Linked DNA regions of Zea mays: region 1 is linked to region 2. Evidence: chromatin contacts called from public Hi-C data. All regions are on one chromosome and are shown on one strand. Each heading gives the region's core, a stretch centred on a gene start, on an enhancer-like site or on the middle of the called end of the contact. The rest is flanking DNA. Distances are from core to core; before and after follow the strand shown. Region 1 holds the start of LOC103640121. Region 2 holds the start of LOC103638754 (protein STRUBBELIG-RECEPTOR FAMILY 8).

Evidence for each region. A called contact is a pair of places that touch in the nucleus more often than the background predicts.
Region 1: a contact with region 2 is called in a Hi-C map of tassel, with 2.2 times the contacts expected there. The contact joins the promoter of LOC103640121 here to the promoter of LOC103638754 in region 2. A contact is called at or near these places in 5 of 25 Hi-C or Micro-C datasets (ear, endosperm, leaf and 1 more).

What each region holds. Positions count from the first base shown.
Region 1 is chr9:102,711,174-102,718,180 of Zm-B73-REFERENCE-NAM-5.0, forward strand. LOC103640121 reads right to left here and starts at 4,033. Exons shown (of 7, transcript XM_020544666.2): 1 at 4,018-4,033; 2 at 1,946-2,059; 3 at 1,761-1,849; 4 at 1,366-1,668; 5 at 1,230-1,257; 6 at 943-992; 7 at 1-539. The coding sequence starts at 4,033. The coding sequence ends at 234.
Region 2 is chr9:102,555,652-102,561,975 of Zm-B73-REFERENCE-NAM-5.0, forward strand. It overlaps LOC103638754 (protein STRUBBELIG-RECEPTOR FAMILY 8), which reads left to right and starts at 3,164. Exons shown (of 15, transcript XM_008661579.4): 1 at 3,164-3,716; 2 at 3,811-3,943; 3 at 4,745-4,816; 4 at 4,906-4,971; 5 at 5,047-5,118; 6 at 5,210-5,281; 7 at 6,093-6,164; 8 at 6,250-6,315. The coding sequence starts at 3,626. It overlaps LOC103638755 (a long non-coding RNA gene), which reads right to left and starts at 4,298. Exons shown (of 2, transcript XR_559010.4): 1 at 3,790-4,298; 2 at 2,964-3,446.

The sequences.
Region 1 (7,007 bases), core at 2,783-5,282, 160 kb after region 2:
AAGATGGTTACTGTGCGCCTGACTATGCCTTTAGATCTCTAAAAGGATGTGTTTCAAGATTTTGATAGAATCATATAGTATATGGCGCACTGGAGAAAAATAAGCATGAATGGGGGCGCGTTATTCCTTGTTACACATGATAAAGTAAAACAGCAGTATATCATACTGGCTCATCATTAGAGCATTAAGTTAAATTACAAGACTAGGATTTGGCATAAGCATCTTGTTCGTTCTCAGTTGTGAACATGTCCCCTCTTATGGGGAGAGCCATGGTAATCCTTGTTAAGAAATTTTAGAACTTCATCACTGGCCTCTAGCATTTTCTCCTTCCAATCCTCATTAATCTTACGTAAGGTTCTGTGAACTACTGTATCCCTCAGTTCTTTTTTGGAGCCTGCGTTTGAATTCCTGGGGTGCTTCGATGGCAATGTTCTTAGACGTTGAGGATTTGGAATGCTCAGTGCTGTCACTGACGTGCTTCCTTCTAGTTTTACTCTGTTCCTGGATGGTCCTGCCTGCATCCGGGAGCTACTACTATCCTGAGAAATTTCACTAGGAAATTAGTAGTGGCTTATACCACTAATAAGGAAATGCAAGGAAAATAAAAAGATAAACAGTGTTAACTGCTTGTTATTATGACTTTCTGGGACATGTTTTCTATACTCAAAAGGGATCTTCGTGTTCCTGGAAACTATTAGTCCGGTATAGAGTAGTGTGCACATGTATGTGGCCATGTGGTACCTTAAACTTACTGTCCCATTTTACTATTTGACAGTATTGTGTAGAGCTTTGACATAAATGAAATGTACAAATGTACACATGTCAGCATTGAAAGTATGAAGTTGCAGTTTTAAATTTCACGTGACTAGATAAAAATTTAACTGATGCCATCTTTTTGACCCAAAAAACATGATGTAGTGTTGGGAAGAAGGAAGAGATCACCTTTAGGTTTGACGGCACACGTGAATTAGTTGAGTATTTCTTATATTCTCCTGCATTAAGAATATAAAAATTATTCAATCTGAAAAGAAAATGGGAATGTAGCAGTTGATTGTTATTTTTCTTGGGATTTTCTTCCATTGTTTGTTTAGATTTTTTTGGTCAAACTTTTAACATCTAGAAAATTAAAAGTTACAAGTCTACCTTGAGTAAAATGGTGCATAAATGTTGATTTTTTCCCCAAAAGAAGTGTAACGTAAGTACCATGATTCATGACATAGGAAAAGGACCAGTTATTCTTTTAGTCGTAACTCGTAACTAAACACATGTATGTAACAAGAAGGAAAAGCCATATTTGCCATATAGGATGGCAAACCAAAGAAGATGCGAAAGCAAAGCAAGCTAGTTATAGTTACTTGGCTATACCCTATCTACTTCTTCTAGTTGTTCTTGGGAGCGTGTTTCCGGCCGGGGTGAAAGGTAATCAGCAGCGAAGGGAATGTGGCCATCAAAGTAAACCTTTGGTAGAGGCTTTCTACTTCTAAAGTTACAGTTCATACTCGAGTCCTTCTCTCCTCCATGCCCGCATTTTCCAACATAATATTTTGCACCTGAGCTCGTCCTGCTTCCAGAATCCTCCACGACTGCATCTCCAAAAGCCAGTCTTGGACCTGTCAATGCGTTGCTTCTGACTTCCTCGTCTGTCCTGGTTTTGCCAACGCTGAGTTCCTGCATTTGACACATCAATCATTAGTTTCTGTAGCCAGAGAGATGAGCCCTGGTTACATAATTTATCACTTGACATTGATTCAGATTCTTACCAGCTTTATTTCTGCTCCCCCTTGCTGCGAGTCACTGGCAGTAATTCTGGAAACAGACACAAGGTGTATCAGTTCATCAAACATGCATGCTTAAAACTGAGAAGGGAATGGCCTGGGAAGTCTTACAGATACTAGAAGAGTAAGGTTAAAAGCAGGCAGAGATGCAAATGCGGATTATGTCTAACCTCTATGTGCAATGGCGACGAAGGGGCCAAGGGTGGCCGTGAGCATGGCCAGCACGAGCAAGAAGCTTATAGTACAGATTAACGGCTGCATAACTCACTGTTTAGCCCTGGTTTCTGCATATATATGAGACCCCTCCTCATCTATCTTCTATTGCCGAGCCAAGAGAAACCGAGAGCCCCGCCACCGTCCCTTGGCCGAGCGAGTATAGAGATATGGTAGAGCCGCCGCGCTTGAATCGAGTGTGCCATCGTCGAGTCGTCGCTGAGAGGTTGAGGTGTTGTGATGAAGCACGAATAACGTACGTGAAGGATTGATTGAGGGCAATAGCAGGGAGAGTGCAGGTAATTCGTCGCCGGGGTACATCACCGTCGCAAGGCCACCATCGTCGTGGGCAGCCATATCTGGTAAGGGCACATCCGTCGAGTTCGCCATTGCCCCCGCATTATGTAGCACCTAATTGATTAGAGGACTTCGCACCGGGGTGTAGGATGTGTATCTCATCGGCGATGGTGCCGCCATGCTCACCATGTGCGCCGCTGGGCTCGATGTAGATGAGAGAGAGAGAGAAGGGGAGGCGCGCATCCGTCGACCCGTGTAGCGGACGATGGAGATTATAAGCGGAGTGTACCGGTTCGTTTATTGCGCAGGAGCCGTAGAAGAGATCAAGCCTTACTAAAATCTAAACCACTGATCCTCGATCCGAGGACAATCGTCACATAGAGTCCGCGATCTAATTAGCGTCGTTGAGATTAATCGGATGGCCTAGGTAGCAGCGTACCCCTTCGGTCGACTCTGTTTTGCAAACGAGTCCTCAGACTTTCTTAAAACAAACCCACCGTCCTTGGTATGTGTAAAGTAGTTACATTAGAGTCCATAGTACTTGCAATATAGCCCCAGAATCTATTTTAAGTGCAAAATAAAAATTAAAATACCCTAAAACTTATTTAACTCATAACTTTTGCATCCTAAATCGGATTTAATCAATTTAAGTTGCGTTATCTTCGTAATAATCTTACCTACACTTTAGTAACCTTATCTTATCATATAACATGTTTTCAAAGATAGATTACTAATTTATTTAGCTTGTGATTTCTAATTAAGTTATAACTTAGATTAAAGCTAAATTAGTTATTTCTTTGGAATATCTTTTTCATATGATTTATTAAAATCAATATAGAACATAGTTTATGTATTAAATCACCTGAATCTTTTGAAAGCTATATCTTTTTAGCTATAACTCCAATTTTAGTGATTCTAGAACCTACGACCTTGTAGCGACGCGTAGAATATTATCACATAGTTTGTTTTCATGTTTTGGTGTAATGTTACTGTATCTATTATTTGCTTATTTTTATGTATTTCTATGAATAGAAAGCGAAGTCACGAGGAGTCTGAAGCCGAACTTTGGAGAGACATCTAAGTAGCAGGTTATCGCAAGTAAAAGTCAAGTTGTGTTTAGGGTTTTGGGTTCTTAATCACATTTTTGACCTAATAAATTTAACTGTCATATTCTCACCATGTTTGCACTGTTAGGTTAAATTGATGGAACCTAATAGGTTACCTAGTCTTGTTTACCCTACACCTTGCATACTAATGAATTATTAGGTAATCTTGCTATTGTTGTACCTGGTTTTGGAATTAATGATATATATGAATTATGATCGTACTTTATTATTATTGTCAATGAATTCTTTGTTGTTCATAATAAGATCATTTATTTTAATTGGAGAACAGTGCTACCATAAGGGTAGAATGAGACGTCCTTGACCAATTAATTAGGAAAGCTAGTAAGAGATTATCTTACCCGAAAGGGGCAAGAGGGGAGTGTGCCACTACATAGTATACAGAGGTTCTCGGGTTGATCATGCCGCGATGACTTTTTGGACGTGGGATTCCTATACTCCCTTCTTCTTGAAACCGTAGTGGATTTCTCAACCTAGTGGAACTTTGTAAAGGCCTTACAAGGGATCCCTAGCCATTTACCTTAGAGTGTCTAAGGGTCTAGCTAACCCAGGCTAAAAGGGAAACACGTCTTGTGGGTAAAGATGTGCAACCTCTGCAGAGTCTAAAATTGGTATATCAGTCATGCTCACGGTCATGAGCGACTTGGACCCTCACATGAGTAATTTATAGAATTAAACTTAACCTGTCATACATTGCATTGTGGGAATTCTTCAATATCGATCAAGTATTTAGTTAGGATGGTATTTACTTATACTTAGTAATTGTTGATAAAATTTTGACCAAAAAAATTAAAAGTTATGCTCGGCCTTCAAGATTTTCCTTGGTAAGCTTTATACTACACTTTTCCCCACACTTGTTGAGCGATGACCGTATGGGAGCTCACCATTGCTATAATCACATCAGGTCAAGAACAGGTATCGCCAGAGGAAGAATGTCAAGAAGATGAGTTCGAAGAGGTTTAGGCGACTACGCCATCGTCTCTTAGCCAACTATGGTTGTGGAGGATCATTGCCGTCATATGGTGCAACTTATTAAGTTATTATGTATAGAAGTTGTATTAAGTAATAAAGATGTGACATTGATTTCAGTACACTGAGTCATCATATGTGTGAGACTTGATCCTGACACACATGTGAGACTGTCACAAACCCAACCTTCGCACTCTAGGATTGTACTAGAGAACATAATCTAGAAGGAAGAGAGAGCACAAATAGAAGGGAGAGCAAGGAACATGACTGAGTCCGTAGGCTTGATTCAAAGAAGATTCATGCAATAGAATTATGTTATTCTTCTTCATGAATACCCCACCACTCACCCCTGAAAGGGAAATAGGGTCAAACCTTTTCCTAAATAATTTTGGTGGTTGAATTGCCGAACACAAATAATTGGACTAACTAGTTTGCTCTAGATTATAAGTTCTACAGGTGCCAAAGGTTCAACACAAACCAATAAAAAGTCCAAGATAGGGTTCAAAAGAAAGAAGCAAAAGAAAACCGAAGGTTGCCCTTGTCTGGCGCACCGAACTGTCCGGTGTTCCACCGGACAGTGTCCGGTGCACCAGGGTGAATCAACTCGAACTCGCCACCTTCGGGTTTCTAGAAAAGCCACTCCGCTATAATTCACCGGACTGTCCGGTGTGCCGAGTGAAGCAACGGTCGCCAGCGTAACGATCGAGTTCAACGGACGGCTGACACAGCTACAGTGCGCGGACAGTGCGCGTAGAGTCAGAGCAAGCGCCAGAAGGCACACCGAACAATGAACAGTGACTGCCCAGTGGCCCCATCTGTCAGAGCTCCAACGGTCGAACCCTAATGGTTGGGTGACGTGGCTGGTGCACCGGACAGTGTCCGGTGTCGCACCGGACTGTCCGATGCGCCCATCGACAGACAGCCTCCCCAACGACCACTTTGGTGGTTGGGGCTATAAATACCCCCAACCACCACACTTCAAGGCATCCAAGTTTTTCAGACTTCACATTTAATACAAGAGCTAGTGCAATCAATACAAGACACAAATCAAATAGAATCAAAGCCTCTCCAAGTCCCATTTCCACTCCAAGCAAATAGTGACTAGAGAGAGAGTTTTTGCTCGTGTTCTTTGAGCTCTTGTTCTTGGATCGCTTTTCTTCTTCCCCATTTCTTGTTCTCAACACCTTTGTAATCAAAGCAAGAGACACCAAGTTGTGGTGGTCCTTGTGTGGTCTAAGTGACCCATTTGATTGAGGAGAAAAGCTCACTCGGTCTAGGTGACCGTTTGAGAGAGGGAAAGGGTTGAAAGAGACCCGGTCTTTGTGACCACCTCAACGGGGAGTAGGTTTGCAAGAACCGAACCTCAGTAAAACAAATCACCGTGTCACACACTTCATTTGCTTGTGATTTGTTTTCGCCCTCTCTTTCGGACTCGACTTTATTTCTAACGCTAACCCCGGCTTGTAGTTGTGCTTAAAGTTTGTAAATTTCAGATTTGCCTATTCACCCCCCTCTAGGCGAGTTTCAATTGGTATCAGAGCCTGGAACTTCATTAGAGTCTAACCACTCGAAGTGATGTCGGGAGCATCCACCAAGAGGGAGATTGGGACCGGCGGTGACAAGCCCGCCACAAGCCACGGGAAGGCTCCTTCGGGAGAGTCCGACAACAAGATGAAGGGATCCCCTTCACACAACAAGTCACATCGGAGCGGCGAGAAGAAAAAGAAAATAAAGAAGGTGGTCTACTACGAGACCGATTCTTCATCACCTTCTACATCCGGCTCCGACACGCCGTCTGTCACTTCTAAGCGTCATGAGCGCAAGAAGTTTATTAAGATTCCCCTATGCTATCCTCGCATTTCTAAATACACTCCTTTACTTTCCATTCCATTAGGCAAACCACCAGTTTTTGATGGTAAAGATTATAGTAGGTGGAGTGATATGATGAGGTATCACCTAACCTCACTCCACACAAGCATATGGGACATTGTTGAATTTAGAGCACAAGTACCATCCGTAGGGGATGAAGATTATGATGCGGATAAAGTCGCCCAAATCCGACACTTCAATTCCCAAGCAACTACTATACTCCTCACCTCTCTAAGTCGAGAGGAGTATAATAAGGTGCAAGGGTTGAATAGTGCCAAAGAGATTTGGGACGTACTAAAGACCGCGCACGAAGGAGACGAGGTGACCAAGATTACCAAGAGGGAAACGATCAAGGGGGAGCTCGGTCGGTTCATGCTCAATCAAGGAGAGGATCCACAAGCTATGTACAACTGGCTCAAGATCTTGGTCAACCAAGTGCGCAACCTCGGGAGCACAAAATGGGATGACCATGAAATGATCAAGGTTATTCTAAGATCACTTGTTTTTCTTAATCCTACACAAGTACAATTAATTCGTGGTGATCCTAGATACAAGCTAATGTCTCTCGAGGAGGTTATATGAAAGTTTGTGAGCTTTGAATTGATGAGCAAAGGCTCCAAACAAATCATCAAGCGAAGCGCCACCTCCACACCCGAGGTGCAACCCGTCGCATTCAAAGCGACGGAAGAGAAGAAAGAAGAGTCTACGTCAAGTAGGCTCCCCATCGACGCCTCCAAGCTCGACAATGAGGAGATGGCGC
Region 2 (6,324 bases), core at 1,914-4,413:
AAAGATACCATTCATGTTCTACTTTTGTTTGACCATTACTTGCGCTCCCATTCCAGTTGTGCGTTGCTATCTGGTGACCGCCCATTCCGTTAAAGTGTGGAATGTAGATGGAATAATAAAAAGTTGAATGAACAAGTTTTTTTTGCTTTGTTTTAATCATGAAAACATATATACGGTGAAGTGGTACGGTGGAAGTATTCTCTTTTCAAATGACATTTATCATCTAGTTAAATATAGACACAAAAACTAAGAGCTAAAACGAATAATATTTTAGGACGGAGGCAGTATAATTACTAACATCTGCTCTAACTGTGACGACGGGTTATCTATAAAAAATAATCTATTTCTAGAGTTCGCAACACATCCTCTATTTCTAGATTCTGTGGTGTCTAGGATCGATCCATAAGCCCCTATAATACCAAAATCCGTAACCGAAAAATCCTCAGTTATGAGTAGATCTGAGAGGAATAAGATAACATACAACATACATTTGTTGTTGTGCTGGCGAGGTGGTGGTGGAGCGTGGACGTAGCCGTTGGCATCACCTCCATTGCTCCTGCAGATGAACAGCAGGTCCAAGCCACCGTTGTTGGGTGTCGCTCTTCTGGACACTCTGACGCCTAGATGACGGGTCATGTCTGTGGATTAGGGTCTAGGACGAGGTAATTATATTGGTTTTTCTTGTGACCACTTAATCTTTTATATAGCGTCGTGTGACGGGGCTCCAACCGAGGTTAGCGTGGATCCGGATCCGATTAAGGATATGGTTAGTTTGGTTAAGCCTAATCCGGCTTATGATGACCAACTGTCCTCCGTGGTAGTTGAGACGTGGCTTTTCAAGCATCAACAACGATAGTGCGCTTCGTCTAGGGGTGGTGTGATCACGGCGATTAGTGCCTCCGATCATCGCCCATCAAGTAGGTGAGCCCCGTCGGCTCCGCTGCAGAGGACCCAATGATTCGTGCAGCGGAGTGTGAACTATGTGGTCACTGGTCGGGCAGGCCACAGCCATCATGGCGTCTCATCCCGTCCGGAATCCTGGATCGCGGCTAGCAAGAGCCTTGATGATGCGTTGGCCGCCGAGCACCCTTTCCGTACGTGCTAAATGCCACGAGACTAGAGATGGCAATGGATAAAAACCCGCTGGGTATTACTTACTCAAACTCATACCCGCGAAGAAAAAATACACCCGCTAAAAAACTCATACCCATGACGAGTATAAAATTTTGCTCAAACTCATACCCATACAGGTTTCGGGTACCCAACGGGTTTCTTATACCCACTAACATCAACATAAAAAATAACTCACAATCAATACATTAATAAACTAGTATAAAAGGAATACGTGATAACTAATTTTAGCTTAAAATTTGTTACATGAAGTTTATTTCAATTAGAACATATTTAATTAATAATATTATGAGACATATTTATAAGGAATGTTGATTTTAAGGCGAGTTTTAAAAACCCACGGGTTTGTGGGCATGTGTAGTGGAAGAACAGACACATGTCCACGTACCCGTTGGGTTTACATTTGAACCCATTAACAAACCTATGAGTAAAGAAATTGATCCAAATCTATACCCTAAGGGCTAGTTTGGGAATCCTAATTTCTCAAGGGATTTCTATTTTCCTAAGGGAAATTAGTTCATTTTCCCATGGAAAAATTGAAATCTCTTAGGAAATTGAGGTTGTCAAACTAGCCCTAATAGAACAAAAACCCACCAGGTTTCGGGCCATCTCTGCACGAGACGAGAGCTGGGAGACCGCCGAGCGGAGCCGAGCGCCGACAAAACGAATTCAGCTGTAAAGACTGGCTGCTAGCGCACCCCAATCCGGAGCGCCAGGAAGCGGCACATGCCGTGGCCGGGCGGCCGCGCGCGCGCCCGTCTGGATCTGCGTGGTTCATTACACGCGCACACACACTGTGCGCGCGGGACTCGCCTTTGCTTGGCGCGGCATCCTTTCCTTTCTCGAGTGAGTGTCTTTGGCAGCCTGCTTGTCGTTGGAAAGCTCGTCACTGGCCATTAGTAGGCCCTACCTGTCACGGGCGGGCAGGACACCGCAAGTCACGGGCGATCCATTACCCTCCTCATTATTATTATTATAAGAGGTAATTAGTTTCTAAGAACTAATTTTTAATCCCTCCATTTTACTTCATTTTAGTTAGAATTTTAGGTTTAGTAATTTAGAGATTAAAATAGAATAAATTAGACTATAAAATAGTCTCTATAAACCAAACATCTTTCTAACGGTTTGAAATGGATTAGAGGAAATATACAAATTTGTATATAAAAGAATTTAATCACCTCTAATCTACCTCTAACCGAACAAGACCTAAGTGGTGAAGTGATTAGGGAGCGCTATTGTCAGATTTGGTGCGTCGGCGCATGCACATGCCATGTCTAGCATGACAGAGGGCGAGAACTGACAATAGGAAGAAATAGCCAAGTACAGTATCAAGATGTTCCAGAATCCAGAGAGGTGTGGGGTGAAATGCAGAAGTTAAACTCAGCTTCATCTCATACACAGTACTGTGTTCGTTTTGCAATACTGCTTGGCCAAACATTAACTGTGTTGGTTCGCTCGTTCGTTTCAGCTAACCGCTGTCGGTTTGGCTTTTGCACCCCCCCCCCCCCCCCCCCCCCCCCCCCCACACACACACACACACACACACACAACAATGAAACAACCTTTTTGAGGGCCGAGGGGATGATGGAGCATAGTGCGGACCTAGCATGCTTGACTAATGGTTTTTTTTCTGATGCTGCACCCAACGAATAATCATTCAATCAATCCGGCAGGCAACCGTCATTCCGAGCGTCCGCTTTTTTTTTTGAGTTGTTTAGAGCTCGCAATCGTCGTCCTCTTATACAATTGTACATGTCCCAAATGGAACGGACGGTTCGGCTCTCATCTGATCCTAGCACGATTTAACACGGCATAATAGAGGGCACTATTAATCTGATAAAAGGATCGCGCCACTATATGAGTAGAGAGAATCCAACGATAGAAAAAAAGTATCGAACCGCATTTATGAATCCAGTTCTAGGTGGTGTCACTCATACCCATGCTGACAGTGTACACCGAATATATGGCCTAGACACAAACACGGTATGGAACATGCCAGACCAGACCAGACCCGTGCCGGTCCAGCATCGGTGGTGTTCGAGTGCGATGCGAGACCCCTGCCGCACTCCAAATTTGGTCACGCCGACCGTCGTCCTCTCCGCTCTACCTGTTCATTCTCTCTTCTGTTCCCTCCTCCCTCCCAGTCCCAGCTGGCAGCAGCACAGCAGACAGAGAGAGTGAGCTTTGCCGACACCACACTGCATCCCATTCCCTCGGCTGTCGCTGATGGATGATAGATAGAGCTGCGGAGGAGCAGGGTGAGGGGGAGGTGCTGCCGCCCACGGTGATCATCTCTATGGCCGTGTAGAGGAGCACTGCAGCCGGAAGAGATTATTCAGACACACTCACACACACACACACACACACACACACACACACAGAGAGAGAGAGAGAGAGAGAGAGAGAGAGAGAGAGAGAGAGAGAGAGAGAGAGAGAGAGAGAGAGAGAGAGAGAGAGAGAGAGAGAGAGAGAGAGAGAGAGAGAGAAGGGAAGCATGAAGCCAAGAACCGCGACACTGGCCGCCGGCCTCCTCCAGCTCGTCGCGCTTGCGGCGGTGGCGGAAGCCGACACCGACGCCGGCGACGGTAAATGCAGTTTCAGCGGACCGCGCCCGCCCGCCTTCCCCAAATGTATTCTTGCAGCTAAGGTATGACTGACCGGGTGCTCTGGTTCTCGCAGTTGCCGCCCTGGGGAACCTCTACAGCTCCTGGAACAGCCCGGCGCGCCTCGCCGGCTGGTCCGCCAGCGGCGGCGACCCCTGCGGCGCCGCGTGGACGGGCGTCTCCTGCTCGGGCTCCGCCGTCACCTCAATGTATAGTCAAGTGACGAGACTCTCTTTCTCTCTCACACACACACACACCAAATCTACTAGACTTTCTACGTACGTAGCCATGAAAACGACAGGATATTCCACCACATGATCCAGCTGTGATTCTACCATTCTATTCTAGTATGACTATAAGGACGTCGGTGCCGGTGCTTGCTCTCTATCTTTTTCGCCCACCCACTTCGGTCACTTTGGATTTATCTGAACCTTTTTCTCGTGCTGCTTGCTTGCTTGCTTGCTGAAAAGTTTGTTAGTGGTGCCTAGCATTTACAAGTACTCAAACTCAAGTACATCCATCCACTGCTGCTGCCGCCACGCTTTTCCACCAAAAAAAATTGGGCCGCCAATGCTGTTATGGGCCAAACGGCTATTTATAATAACGATCACAACACTGTACAGCTGGTCCTGGAGATAATATATGATACTCACAACGCACTGCTTTTTCATGCGTGCTATGATGAGAGCGATGGCCACGCATTGTGTTCTTCAGCTCCGGTAGGTACTAAATGCAGCTCAGCGTAATTTTGTAGCTGAAATTCGTAGCGTTATTTTTTTCAACCAAAGTTCCCCTTGACAGTATCTGGACTGGAGATATGTGCTGCAAATAAAGCTATTCAAATCTTCTTTAGTATGCAAATAAAGTTTTGCAGAGTAGAAATGTTTCCTTCAAAACGCGTGTGGACCTTGTCATATTCATTTTGTTTTTTTTTTCTGTTTACAGTCACGGCTATTTGAATTCACCTGTTAACTGGAGTATTCTGTTCTGTCTCTCTCCACGCCTTGCAGCAAGCTTTCTGGTATGGAGCTGAACGGCACTCTTGGCTATCAGTTGTCAAGCCTGCAGGCTCTGAAAACGATGTATGAGCTAACGCTTGAGACTATTATATAGCTCTTCAGTTATGGGTGTCCTTTTCATCATTCATATCCTCGCGGCTCTAAACTTGCAGGGACTTGAGCAACAACTACTTGCACGATTCAATTCCTTACCAGCTGCCATCAAACCTTACCTATCTGTAATGCGCCCCCAAACCTGTACATGTTTTGTTCATGCTATTTGATTCTTGAGATTTGAATCAAAGCGAACGCAGGAACCTGGCGAAAAACAACTTCTCTGGTAATCTTCCGTACTCTATATCCAACCTGGTCTCGCTTGAGTACCTGTAAGTTACTATCCATTGCAGAAGATGAGATTTGCTTTGTGATGGTCTCTTTGGTTAGCACAATCTAACTCCAATGAACCACTGCCTGCAGCAACCTCAGCCACAACTCGTTGTTTCAGGAAATCGGAGAACTGTTTGGAAGCCTCAGTTCACTCTCAGAACTGTAAGGCCTACTGAACCGCTGTTTTCGTACGCAAGCTCGACTTGAGTATTGTGTGGTTGAAATTTTTGATCCTGCACAAACTATTTCAGTATTGAATGTTTTATGCATTAGAAAATAAGTGTAAGTACCGATGCAATATTCAAAATATAACATTGCCATCAAATAAAAATTTAACATGCTTCTTTTGGTCACAAATGTTACCCCTCTACGTCTGTCCTAAGTCAAAAAAAAGTTAACTCTCTGACTACCAATATCTTATCTGAGATTAAAATTTGTTTTACTATAAAATTAGTTTTCTCTGCAGATACACCTTTTTTTAGAAAAAAATGAATTTTTATTCCAGCCTCTGCAAGTGGTTTGCACACAACCAAATCTAGTAATGAAAATCTTGTGTTTTAACTAATTAATGGTCAAAGTTAAACTAATTTGACTTAGTACAAAGCTAGATGGACTTCATTTCCAATCATAGGAGGTATCTGTAGAATCTAATAAAAAGAGTTTTTTTTTTTCAAGAAAATCTCTACTGATACCGTTTTCATGTGGCCAATCTAACGATCATATATACACATTATTGTTTCAAATTAAAATTGTTTGAGTCATGGATCCTAGGGTGACTTATTTTGACCGGAAGGGAAATTCATTTATAATACAAAGAGCCTTCAAATACAATCTGATTCTTTACCTTTTAAAAGAAATGCATTCAAAATCACTTGATCTGTCCTAGTGAGGATGATGATAGCGTTAGTACAATATAAGATTAACTGCTCTTATACCCTATGAATTCATCGTCTGATAACTACAATCCTTGCAGAGACATATCTTTCAACAACCTCACGGGGAATCTTCCTTTCTCAATGGGCTCCCTGTCAAAACTTTCTAGCCTGTAAGTATTATTCAGATGCTCCCTATATATCTGTATTTCTTTCTCGTGGCTCTGATAGTTTCCTTCTTGTGCCTGTTATGTGCAGTTATATGCAAAACAATCAGCTGTCGGGCACAGTTGATGTCATCAGCAACATAAGCCTTGCGACACTGTAAGTAGC